2 separate regions of the Gossypium hirsutum genome follow, and region 2 is linked to region 1. A link is a contact called in public Hi-C data. All regions are on one chromosome and are shown on one strand. Each heading gives the region's core, a stretch centred on a gene start, on an enhancer-like site or on the middle of the called end of the contact. The rest is flanking DNA. Distances are from core to core; before and after follow the strand shown.

Region 1 (6,548 bases), core at 1,603-4,102:
AGCCGGTGTTGACAAGCCATCCTGTTGCTCCATGCTTTTGCATTTTCTCAGCAAGCATGGCTGCATACTTTGTAGGATGCAACATGATAAATGCTGCCCCAAAGCAAGCTGAGAATGTAGCTGTCGGCTCCTTAATACCATCTTCTGTGCCAGCCACCTATATGGTTATGCATCATCATCAGACAAGTTCAGGGGCTTCAAGCCTTTTTTAGTTGGGCATGGAAACGTACCAGAGCGGTGTAGCCACTAATGAAATGGTACATGGTTTGTGCCAGGTTCAGCTTGCTCACAGGCGGAAGGACACCGAAGGCATCGCATGCCAAAAGGATGACATTCTTTGGGTGTGGTCCAATGCACGGTAACTTGGCATTGGGAATGTATTCGATAGGATATGCTGCTCGAGTGTTCTCTGCAAGAAATGGAAATGGTTGTAATATGATGTGTAAAAATGATTTCCCTGCCAAATTGTTTGACATCAAGGAATTTTCTTTTTTTCACTCCCAAATTGTTCATAATATATATACCTGTAACCGATTTATCCCCGTACTCAACCTCTCTTATATGTTCATCAAACACTACATTTTCCAAAACTGCAGAAACAAAGGAATTAAAAGAATGAAACCAAGCACCACAACTGTATTCCAGTAAAACATAGCCTGGAAAAAAAAGAGCACAAAGAATTTTCACCAGTGCCAAACTTAATGGCGTTCCAGATATCAGGCTCCTTCTCCCTGGAAAGATCAATGCACTTGGCATAGCAACCTCCTTCAATGTTTGACACGCCATAGTCACTCCAACAGTGCTCATCATCTCCGATCAGATACCGGTTGTGATCAGTAGACAGCGTAGTCTTGCCAGTACCTATTAAGAAAGTTATCCAACTAAACACATGAGTGACTTAAATCCTTTTCTTCCAAAACAAGTTTATTAAGGCTTCAAGAACAAAGTAAGGACTAAGACCTTGAACCGATGACACTACATACCTGACAGTCCGAAGAAGAGGGCAACATCTCCATCTATTCCCATATTGCAGCCAGAATGCAAGGAGAGGATTTGACGCTTAGGCATGAGATAATGCATGACACTGAAAAGACCCTTCTTCATCTCCCCGGCATATTGAGTGCCAAGGATGACCATTTCCTTCCTAGCAAGATTAAGGTCTATGCTAGTGGAAGATGTCATGTAGTGTGTATAACGATTACAAGGGAACTGTCCGGCGTTGTATATGGTGAAGTCCGGAGTACCGAAATTCTCCAGCTCTTCATCAGTGGGTCGGATACACCTGCCAACCACCCCACAATTCATCCATTTCTACACTAGAGCTTTTACCAACCTTTTCTATCTTAATTCCTCCATGGGGTTCTTCTATTTGAATCATAGAACTCAACAAATGATGCACATATATTTTTTAAATTTCTTAGCTTTTACTTACATGTTGTGCATGAACAATGAATGATAAGCTCTAGCAGAGACAATCCGTACTTTAATTCTGTTCTGTGGATCCCAGTTTAGGAATTGATCATTCACAAAAACCTGGATAATCATATACATCCAATTACCATCAATCAGATTTCATTACAGTTATTATTATTAAATGAAATAAAGTTTTAAAAGAAAAAAAAAAGTTGACCTTGTCGAGGGAATTCAAGTAATCAACAGCTCTTTCCCTGTTAACAAGAAAGGTATGCTCGTCCATCTCAATGTTGGGTGAGCCCCTGCCATGCAATTCCCCTCAATTGTTCCTTCAATTTTTCTATAATTCATTACAGTTATACATACACTTACCTTCCCCACCAAAGCTCATTTTGGGTGGTGTCATCCATAACAACCCTCTTATCTCTCGGAGACCGCCCCGTCTTGGCTCCTGACAAGGTGGCTAATGCACCTGACGACGTGATAAAAGACCCTTTCTCATACTTTACAGCCTGCTCGTACAACTCTGCACACAAACAATACCCATTTTTTTTTTACATAACGTTATGTTACTTTATCATGTGATGTTATGTATACCTGCAGGGGAGAGGTTGTATAAAACATGGGTGAATTTCAAAGAACTGTCGTCACTGACGCTGATGGCGGGTGCTTCCACGTGGTGGTGGTGGCGGTGCGCCACATGCTCCACCGCTTGACTACTCTTCGCTGCTGGATCTCCCCTTACCACCTTGGGGCCTGTCCCTCTCGTCAGCGACGCCAAAGATGCACTGTTTAAAAACTCAATTAAAAACAAAATCACTGATCGCTGTGTGTCCCCCTAAGATGATCTTCATATTACTACTATTTTTTAAATAACCATCTTAATTCTTTAGGATGATAAGAAAATAATTTAAGTGTTGGAGAGCAGTTGCATGAGTACCTGATGGACTGAAGCTGCTGCCTGCGGCGCTCGTCGTCGGGCAAGCTAGCGAAGGCACCCTGGTTCCCTTCGAGAGGCGTAGTTGGCGCAGATCTCTTCTTTTGCAAAAAGTGAAGCTCATCAATAGTCTGAGCCTTAACGCCTTTTGCACTATCATCGTGACACATCCCGTTTCCCTGCTTATCATCCGTAACAATCTTCGCCAACGGCTTCCTTGCCATTGGCAATCCGGTTCCGTTTGCCGCCATATCTTGTTCTTTCTAAAAACAAAGTGACAATAAAGAAATACAGTAAGACTTTTGTTTTGCAGTGTTATCCAGTATGTCTCCGAAACAATCGCTTTTGGTGTTGTAAAAAGAAGCAAAAGAAATGAAAGGAAAAGAAAACGAGTGAGAAGTGAATTGGAGTTTTCAAAGTTGAAATTGAGCGCCAAAGCCAAGGTTGATGAGAAAGGAAGGGGAGGAGGAGTCCAATTTAAAGGGTTCAGTAGGGTAGGGGTTAACTAAAGAAAAGGGTTAGAGTTGATTATGGTTAAATCCTTATTCAAATTTACCAGTAGAATTACAAGTATACAACCTAGTACAAAGCAGATAAAAGATCCAACTGGATTAGAAACAGTCAATTCAGCTGGTTCCTTCCCACACACGCACACAGACCTGTAACTGGTTTGTTTGTTTGTTTGTTTTTGTTTGGTATGATCACTCGTTTTGTCCTTTAGAGCACGTTTGGTTCGCTGTATTGGATTAGAGGTGTATTGGATTGGATTAGAGGTGTAATGGAATAGAGGTGTAATAGCAAATCAACTGTTTGGTTGAATGTAATGGAATAGAGGCGTAATAGTAAAACTGTGTTTGGTTGAATGTAATAGAGGTGTAATAGTATAATGGAGAAAACTAAAATGACCAGAATACCCTTACCATAAATTTGTTTTGGTAAATGATTATTGTTATTGTTATTTAAATTTTAATAAGATTATTTATTATCAAAAATAAATAATTTAATCATATTTAAACATAATTATTATTTAATATATTTTAATTAAAATATATAATTTAATAAAATTCTTAATAATTAGCAGAAATTTGTTTTGGTAAATTATTTTATTTAAATTTTAATAAGATTAATATCAATAATAAATAATTTAATCATATTTAAACATAATTATTATTAAATATATTTTAATTAAAATATATAATTTAATAAAATTCTTAATAATTAATATTCTTATATGAATTTACTCAAACCATAATATATGATACTGTAAAATATAAAATAACATAATTATTATTAAATATAATATAATTAAAATATATAATTTAATAAAATTCTTAATAATTAATATTCTTATATGAATTTACTCAAATCATAATATATGATTATAACTAATATGATTTAATTAAATATATGATTTAATAAAATTTAAAATTATTATAACTAATATGATTATAGTTTATGAATTTGTATAATTTAAAATAATAATTATTACATATAATTTAATAATAATATATAATTTCATAAAATTCTTGATAATAAAAATTTTCTTATATGAATTTATACAATTTAAAATAATTAATATTAAATATAATTATATAGTGATATATAATTTCATAAAATTCTTAATAATAAAATGTTCTTATATGAATTTACTAAAATCAATATATAACTTGAGAATTATATTATGCATAAACATAATTAACTTATATTAAGAAAAGGTTAGATGAAAATGAAATTGTACATTAAAATCCATATGTTATATAGTTTTACAACATCAAAAAGTTTGAACATTGATATTTAATGGTAAGAATGCATACCATTCAAAGAAAAGAAATAAAAACCCACCTCGGACTTTTCTCATTCTGTGGTGCAATCTTCAGTCACCCAGTTTCAATGCCATTTGCTTCAAAATCTGCAAAAGCTTGCTCTCGAGTTACTTGAGAATACATTAAAGGGGAAACTTTGTTATCAAACGGTCTTCACTTTAAACGTTTGAGCTTCTTTGCTGCATCTGTGATGCTCTGGCTTATCTCGGGATGTTCGGACTTGAGCAATTTATCAAGTTTAAGGGCAGCATCAGGTATGCAATCCTCCTCAATGTGAGACTCCGAACAAAGACCGAAAAGTACTAGGTTGACCTCTCCCTCCAGCTGAATGCAAAATAAGTGGCTAAAAACCTGAATGATGAGCATAACATAACCAAATTGCAATGAGATTTGCATGGTTCGATGCTACATAAATGTTGTAAGCATGGAGAACGAAAAATTAGTTAATCCAAGAACTACTGTTAGCTTTCTAAATTCTTAAATCCACATAATAAGTTCCCGATGGTTAAAACAATCAACGAAGTTAAATTTATAAAAATAAATAGTAGCATTAGACTACATGGGATGCAGTAAACATTCCTAGGAGGGTCATATCCTTGAATCCATGTAAAGATAAAGGTCGGACATGGGTACTTAAGGAAAAAAGAGTCGGACCAACATAGAAATAAATAGTAATAAGAAGCTTTTAAATATATTTACATTAGATTTATAGAGAGAGTATAGAACCATGAAACAAGAGATGAACTTTGATTAGCGAGTATTTATGTTCTTAATCTCACCTCTTTCATCCTTGAGACAACTGCATCCTTGATGGCAGGAGACCTTGAGACCAAATTAATAACAAAGAGACCTTGCTCGGAAAGAGTATCTTTTACGTTTTGAAGAAAAGAATCTTCCACAAAATCAGCAGCAGGACATCTCAGTCCAGAGCTATAAAGACAATACAACAGAGGTGATTAAAAGATGTATTTAAAAGCTTTCCGCTTTGCAACAACAATTGTTGTAGCCGTTAATAGAGCAATTCACCTTGAGTCAGAAGAGTCCACATCAACAATAATTATGTCAATAGCGGTACTTCTGCTTTCAGCATCTGAAAGTTTGCAACTTCCGTTGGAAGAAAGGAGCACTTCATTGCCAGCTGAAAATAAGTTTCTGTAGTCCCGGACAAACTGGATGCCATCAGCAATATGTACCTAAAAAATTGGAAGGCGAAAATATTTGAAGCTCTATTTAAAATATATATTATATCTGTCATCTTACAATTCTTTTACAAATGCATTCTTGAAAAGGTGAAACAGATAAATTTCCTACCATATTCATTCTATCTTTTCCAACTTTTATTATTATACCTAAGACATTGAAGATACTTCCTATACGGCTGACGTCTTGATAATAACATAAATATTTGTGTGTAGTTAGACAATTGACCTAAGAGGGTTTAAGAAAGTTCATAAGAAACTTTCAGTTAAGGCTTGATAATATTCAGGGCCTCACAGGTTTCCTAATTAGACCAAACAATCCAGCCTCTAATGACAATAATTGGAAGGTTTGGCATCATTGACCATAAACGCCTATGAAGGTCAAATTATGAATCAAGAATATTTCCCAAGTTGAGTTATATTGAAGCCAGGTTTAAGGATGAAACAAAAACAATTTGATAATTATTGGAAACAAGCTATTCAGTGACAATGGTACTAATTTTTCAGGAAAGGATTAATCACTTCAAACTAAAAATGCACTGAGATACAGTCAGTTACCTTCATTCGTTTATCTTCAGTAAAACCAAAATAGTCTCTTGCAAGGTTAAGCATAACAGGATCTAGCTCCACTCCCTGTGCATAAAAATTCCATTGCACTATTTCCATCAAGTGAAGTCAACTTCAAAATCAATCAGAAGATTCAATAAAATTTTTAACAAAGCAATTCCTTTTGAAAGACAGTTTAACATGTCTTTGACAGGGTAACGTAAGAATTACCTCAATTTGCATAGATTGCATACATCCATGAAGAAACATAGGAAGTAAGCCCGCACCAAGACCTATCACAACTGCTTTAACCTGAGAAAGATGACTTCTGACATGAGCAGTAGTGCAGTGCATCAAAGAAAATAAGCATCAACGATTTGAAACAAGACAAACATTATGCTACAAAGATTAGACCTCCAAATCTGAAAGTTGGCTAAAGTAGGTCTATTCCCAATACACAACAATCACATCAAATGACCACCAAATATACTTAAAACTGGCAACCATAAATTTTCAACATCTGATGAAGACGAGCAAAACAGCAATTACAGATATCTAAATAGGTGGAGGGCAAAAATCTACCAAATATTCCACAAAGAAAAGAGAATGAGCGTTACCCTATTCCCTGAT
Region 2 (6,548 bases), core at 1,913-4,412, 410 kb before region 1:
TTTAAAGTTTTTAAGAATTTTGTAGTTTAGAATTTAGGGTTAGGTTCCAAAAATATTATTTTATGATTTTTTTAAATATGATAACATTTTTATATTTTCTTTAACGAAAATTTTTATAGTATTTATATTTGGTGAAAATATATAAATTTTAGAATTGTTATAAATATTTTGAGTTTTAAAAATAATATTATTTTTAAAATTTTGAAATTATTCTGAATTTTTTTGTCATTATTTTAAGACTAATTTGGCAATTACCAAAAAGATAGTCACACCAATCTACCAATCTGTTCTGTTATTCGCATTGTAAAATTTAACTCGATTCGAAATCAAAACACGAATTACTCAATTCGATTAACTTAAAGTTCATATTTTTTTCCAATCGAATTAAGTTTTGATCACTTGTAGTTTATGATGGGTGGAGGTCAACCCAAAATGTTCATAAAATATTATCTCAGGATTCCCAGGATATCTGGCGAGTGAGTGGGAACTTTGCAGGGGTTGAAACAGGGAGAGTGAAAATCCTCCCTACAGGACGCGTCTATACTAACATGTCAAAAAATGCATTGAAAACACACCTCGCTAGAAACGTTTTCAACTGACATGGCACTAAAAATGCCTCCAACTAGGCATGCTTTCAATGCATTTTTCTGACATGTCACTGAAGACGCACCTTGTAGGAGCATTTTTGCTCTCCCTGTTTCAACCCTTGTTGTAACATACTCAACGTGACCCAATTCACCAAGTCTGGATCTCGAGTGTCACTACACAAATACTTAGCAAGAAATTCAAAACAGTCAACTTGAATTCTTAACTTAAAAACTTTATTAAAACATTTTTCTTATCAATTTATTTAAAGGCTCAATATCAAAGAAATAAAGAAAGGTATTTAAAAATAAAATAAAAATACATCAAGCTAATTATAAATTATTACAACACCCAAAATTTGCTAAGGACGGACTTTCAAGGCATAATCCTGCAATACGCCACTATCCAAAGATGTTCACTATATGCACAATAACACGGATCGCCGCTTCCTTGGCGAATTCCTGGCGTAGTCTCTTTTAGTGAACTCATTCTTATAATAATATCTAAAACATAAACATAATACTTACAACTTACACAAACCTAGTGAGTTTGAAATGCAAATTACCTTTGAACCTTTCATGTTGAATTCTTCATCCTGACTATTTAGATGACCCACTTCTGTCTTCGGTGAATACCTTCACATCGTCAAATAATTACATGCTTATATGCCACATGCTTTCTTAACATGTCATCTTTCATCTATCTAAATGACTGACTCTAGACCTTACCAGACAATACTACCTTTTCTCTTCTCTTCAAACAACCATCTTTGGTTATTCCAGAACAGATAATCACGAGTACTATTCTCTTAGCGAATACTATCTACTGTTCTTACTTTTAATGGATTCTCATACTTAGTTTTCCAAATTAGACCATCAACCAGATCATACCTTGATTCAACCCAATAATTATACTCATACTGATAAGGAACACTCTAGGTCATTTAGAAGAAACCTAAACATCTACATTTCACAATATAATAATACCAGATTTACTGAAAACTTAGATTCCAACTATCCCTAAATAAGACATGATACTGCTCAAATGTGACAGATATCAAATAATTCCTATTTCAATCTTTCATAGCGTAGTCCAAATTCATATTAACAAACACTTAAACCTTTCGTAATTTGAATACATCCATATTCTAAACTAATAAATTACCATGGTGGATGTCTTCTTTGAACATACAAATACACACTTCATTCCAAGAACTTCCCTTTAAACTTATTCGATTACATCACAGAACTAAATCAACTAAACTAACTTTAGACATATCATAACCTTTTCATAGACTTAACTATCAAATAATTCTCAAAATTTATCCAAAATTTACCACAATAGCGGATAATAATATTTTACCACATAGATATCATCGAATACACCAATAAGATGATACAAAACTTGCCACAAAAGTGTAGCAGATTATGTCACACAGACAAACATATAGAATCGCGTGTTTACTGTCCGACGGACTTTCACAAAAAGTGTCATGGGTTTCTCCCTCATTGACTTATACATAAATTCATCGTGATCTGTCAGTTCGATCTACACATTATCGAAGACATCACCATGAACATTCATACAATCATATATTGTCATGGGTTTCAGTCACATAGACACACATTCTCATGTCATGATCTGTCAATCTAACTTTCATTTTATTGAAGACTACACCATAAGTGTTTTCATATCATATATTATCATGGGTCTTAACCACATGGTCTTACACTTTTTTTCGTATCGTGATTTGCCAGTCTACTTAGCAATATACCTACCCTACTAAAGGCATCACAAAAAATGTTTTACTCAGAATTAACTTATCCAGATTTGTTCACGCATAGCTAATTGATTCATACATTCCTATATCAAAAATTTTACCTGCATACTTACTAATCACTTTCTATTCACAAAGTAGTTCATACAAAATATTGTCACACACATAACATCTTTACTATGCTTCACCTACCCACCCGTTATCTTAAGTTTTATCATTATATATAAGTCTTTTACCTAAACAATTAACATGTAAGAGTCAAAATAGAGACTCACCTGATACTCACTTACTATAGCTCGAAGCTCTAGACTCGAGCATCCATCTCGACTCAACAGCAACAACTGCTTAAAGAACATATATTCACCATTAAAATCCATTTACAGATAATCTGCTAACATCCCAATCATAAATAACCCCCATGCAAGGCCTTGTATTCATGACTTATTATTCATATAACATTTAACAACCTTACTGTATCAAAAACTTAATATGCAGAGCTATATCACTTACTAGAAGGTGGAACAATCTCTGATTAACTCAAGAACCTTAGCTACCAACTTAATGAGGAAAAGAAAATATTTAAATTTAAGAAAGAAACTAGAAGAAGCTTCCTGACAAACCTTCACACGCACATATATACTCCTAAACCCCTTTAGTGGAACTTGACATTAAGTAATTTGTGTCCAAAATTTGTCATTCTTGACGGCTCATAGATTTTGAAAGAAACATAAATGAGAATCCTATATAATGGACCACCTAATCCAGTTGGTTCCTAACTAGGCCACTTTACAACCCAACTAGCACAGTATCCGGACAAATTAAGCATACTATACATTTGGCGATAACTTTCATATGGCTTATACTTCGCTTGATATATCCTTCTATTAGATAACAGAATAACCTAAAACCTTTATTTACTCAACGAAAGGTACCATACGCCATGTTCAAATTCGCCAAAAGACTCCACATGGCGAATTTCACTACGTCAAACAGATAACTACACAACCACACGCCTTAATCTTGGATCTGCTAGACTTGGGGTGTGACACTTGCAAAGTTCCCACTCACCTATCAAATATCATATTTAATCATCGAGCTCTAACAATACGAATCAAATTTAATTAAAAAAATCAATTTTTTTCATAACAAAATAATTGAAAGTAAACTAAAACAAATTCCAACATAAAACAAGCAAAGAATGTCCCAATTGAATTATCAGCTGGAGTTTAACCCGCATATTAAAATTGAATCTCTCATCTCAATTCTAAAATCAAATTAGATTTTTAATTCAGTTCCAAAAGTAGATAAAGAAAAGTTGATTTTAGGAAGTAAATCCCTATTTCAAAAAAAAAAGAGGCCCAATAAGCTAGTAATTAAATCGTTCGGACAAATTTATGCATGTTCCAAATAAAAGTTGTTATAAATTTACACTTAATAAATGTTAATATCATAATCCAAACTAACATATCTCTATCAAAACATAATATAAATGAATGTGTTGATTAAATTATTTTAATTTTAAAAATATGATTCTATAATTAAAATGGAATTGTATTCATCTTAAGCAATAATTATCTAATATAATAAATCACAAATTCTATAAATTTAAGTTTAATGAATTATTTAGAGATTGGGTTGATCTTATCATGTGATGTATTTCCTCGGTTTCTTATTCAGTCAACGTAAATGGGAAAAGGGGGAGGAATTTTAAGCCTTCTGGGGGGTTTCGTCAAAGTGACCCCCTTGGTCCTTTTCTTTTCCTCATGTGCGGTGAAGGACTTTCGACTTTATTGCGGTTGGCAATGAAAGATGGTCTTTTGCAATAAGCGAAGGCCAGTAGGTAAGGCCCTCAAATCTCGCACATGCTTTTTGGGGATGATAGTATTATTTTTGACGAGGCATCGATCAGATGAGCTTTAGTTGTGAAAGGAATTTTATAAGAATATGAACGATGTTCAAGACAATGCATGAATTTCGATAAGTCTACAATCTTTTTTAGTTCGAATACCATGGAGGAGAAAAATAAAACTGTGACCACTTTGGGGATGCGTTTTTCTAATAACCCGGAGAGGTATTTAGTGTTGCCAAATATAGTGGAAAGGTGGAAAAAGTGTTTCTTCAATTTTAAGGACAGGGTTAAAGCAAGAATTGAGGGATGGAGAATAAGGTTATTGTCACAAGAAATCGGTACTTCAGGCTATACCAATATATGCAGTGTTTTCTATTGCCAAATTCTCTTTGTAGGTAGCTTGAAAAGATAATGACACGATCTTGGCGGCAAAAGTGATATGGGAGGGGGATTCATTGGTGTGCTTGGAGTCAAATGTGTAGGCCAAAGAAACAAGGGGGAAGTTCAATATTGCTTTGTTAGCTAAGCAAGGTTGGAGGCTGATAAACCATCCAGATTCATTATTATCCCATGTTCTTAAAGCGAAGTATTTTCCAAGGTTAGATTGTATTAATGCGCCTTCAGATAATTTACATCTTATACTTGGAAAAGAATTTGGGCTGCGAAGGGTGTATTGCAAGAGGGATTATGTTGTAGGGTGGGTTCGGGTGTTAAAATTTCAATTAATGATGAAGCTTGGATTCTTGGGGCTGCTAATTACAGATTAGTCAATTATGATAATAGCATGCAAAATTCTATGATTGTTGATCTGATTGATGCTAATCAAAGAATATAGAAAGAAGAATTAAAGAAGAATTAATCGTTAATACCTTTGCGACGGTGGACACTTCTAGAATCCTTCGAATTCTGCTGGCACATGAGGCACATGAAGATCTGATGGTGTGGAGTGGTGAGCCATCCGGGGAGTTTTTGGTACGTAGCTTATAAACTATTATAGAACTTTCCTATGGTTCCTACTGCTTATGCTTTACAGACCAGTACTAAGGAATTTTATAAACAGCTATGGGGCCTAAACCTCCCTGGGAAAATTAAGATTACAATATGGAGGATCTCTTGGAACTATCTACCTACTTTTGTTAGCTCATTAAAAAGTATGCTGTCCCGGTGTGGGGGAGAGGCCGAAACAGTAGACCATGTGTTTCGTGCGTGCCCTGTGTCCATAGAGGTATGGTCAGAATTACAGTTAACTTGTATTCTAGGCTCAGCAGATATGGGTTTTGATTAGTGGCGAACCTGGGTTTTTGGTGGATGCTCGGCCACTCAGAAGCGTATTTTCTGTTGTGCGCTTTGGGCTATCTGGGGCGATAGAAATACCAGGGTACATGAACGGAAAATTAAAACAGGTAAGGAGATTGCTCGTTTTATCGAAAACTATCTTAGAGATGACAGAAACAGAGAAATGGACTTATCCAAAAGCAAATACGGGGGGGGGGGGAATGGGGCAAACCTTCTGGATCTACCGTGAAGATTAACTTTGATGGAGCTTAAGACGGTCGAAACTTTCGGTCGGCCTCAGGAGCTGTCGCAAGGAATGCTAAGGGGCGGGTTCTGTTATCTCGTTCGGAGACCCATAGCGGAGTATTGTCCGCTTTCGCCGCTGAAGCCATTGCATGCCATCAGGCGTTGGAAATGGGCGTAGAAATAGGTTGGGAAGAGGTTATATTGGAGGGGGATTCATTAACCACAATTAAGAAATGTAAGTCAAAATATCGAGACAAATTGGTTATAGGGGCATACATTCACAATATAAAACAGTTAGAAGGCAGTTTTCGGTGTATCAGTTTCAAATATACCATATGAGCGGCGAATGGATTATCACATACCATTGCAACAGAAACGTTAAAGAGAAGTGAATCGATTTATCTAGTGGGCAGAGTTCTTGCATATGCAGAGCGAGCGTTGGAAGTGAAATGGGAAAGGGACCCAGACTGAGGCAAGAGGTAAAGTGCATGAGACAAGGGGAGAGGGATGAACTTTGGTGAAAATAGGGTTTCAGATTGGTTTCCTATCCGAGCTCTGGAATCGTTGGGGAAAGGGAAATGATTATTTGTTGGGGCGGGTGAAAGGAATGGATTTGATTGGGTATTATGGTGGTGACTTTTATTTTCTAGATTTTCCTTTTATTCATGTATTCGGTTTCTGGTTTGGGCCGTGTTTTCTGGTTTTGCGTTTTCTGTTTTTCCATTTGCAGGATTTATATTTTGTTATTTGGTTTTAATGATAATATAAGCCCAATATGATTATTATTCAAAAAATAAAAATAATACATTAATTATT

What was found. Hi-C and Micro-C count contacts between places; a contact is called where the count stands out from the background.
Region 2: a Hi-C map of leaf shows a contact between it and region 1, with 3 times the contacts expected there. The contact joins the enhancer-like site here to the promoter of LOC107945321 in region 1. A contact is called at or near these places in 3 of 34 Hi-C or Micro-C datasets (hypocotyl and leaf).

What each region holds. Positions count from the first base shown.
Region 1 is chrD12:25,273,197-25,279,744 of Gossypium_hirsutum_v2.1, reverse strand. It overlaps LOC107945321 (phosphoenolpyruvate carboxykinase (ATP) 1), which reads right to left and starts at 2,852. Exons shown (of 12, transcript XM_016879279.2): 1 at 2,354-2,852; 2 at 2,011-2,201; 3 at 1,786-1,939; 4 at 1,631-1,715; 5 at 1,433-1,533; 6 at 984-1,282; 7 at 688-861; 8 at 525-590; 9 at 231-409; 10 at 1-157. The coding sequence starts at 2,601. LOC107941066 (eEF1A lysine and N-terminal methyltransferase-like) reads right to left here. Exons shown (of 7, transcript XM_016874586.2): 2 at 6,536-6,548; 3 at 6,150-6,230; 4 at 5,931-6,005; 5 at 5,200-5,366; 6 at 4,953-5,103; 7 at 4,232-4,524. The coding sequence ends at 4,327.
Region 2 is chrD12:25,687,070-25,693,617 of Gossypium_hirsutum_v2.1, reverse strand. LOC107945330 (a long non-coding RNA gene) reads right to left here and starts at 6,535. Exons shown (of 4, transcript XR_001696500.2): 1 at 5,719-6,535; 2 at 5,505-5,567; 3 at 2,638-5,422; 4 at 865-1,220. Within about 2 kb of position 3,162, at least 3 of the 9 cell types and tissues checked have an H3K27ac peak or open chromatin away from gene starts, as enhancers often do. A contact at or near this core is called in hypocotyl and leaf, where this site is marked.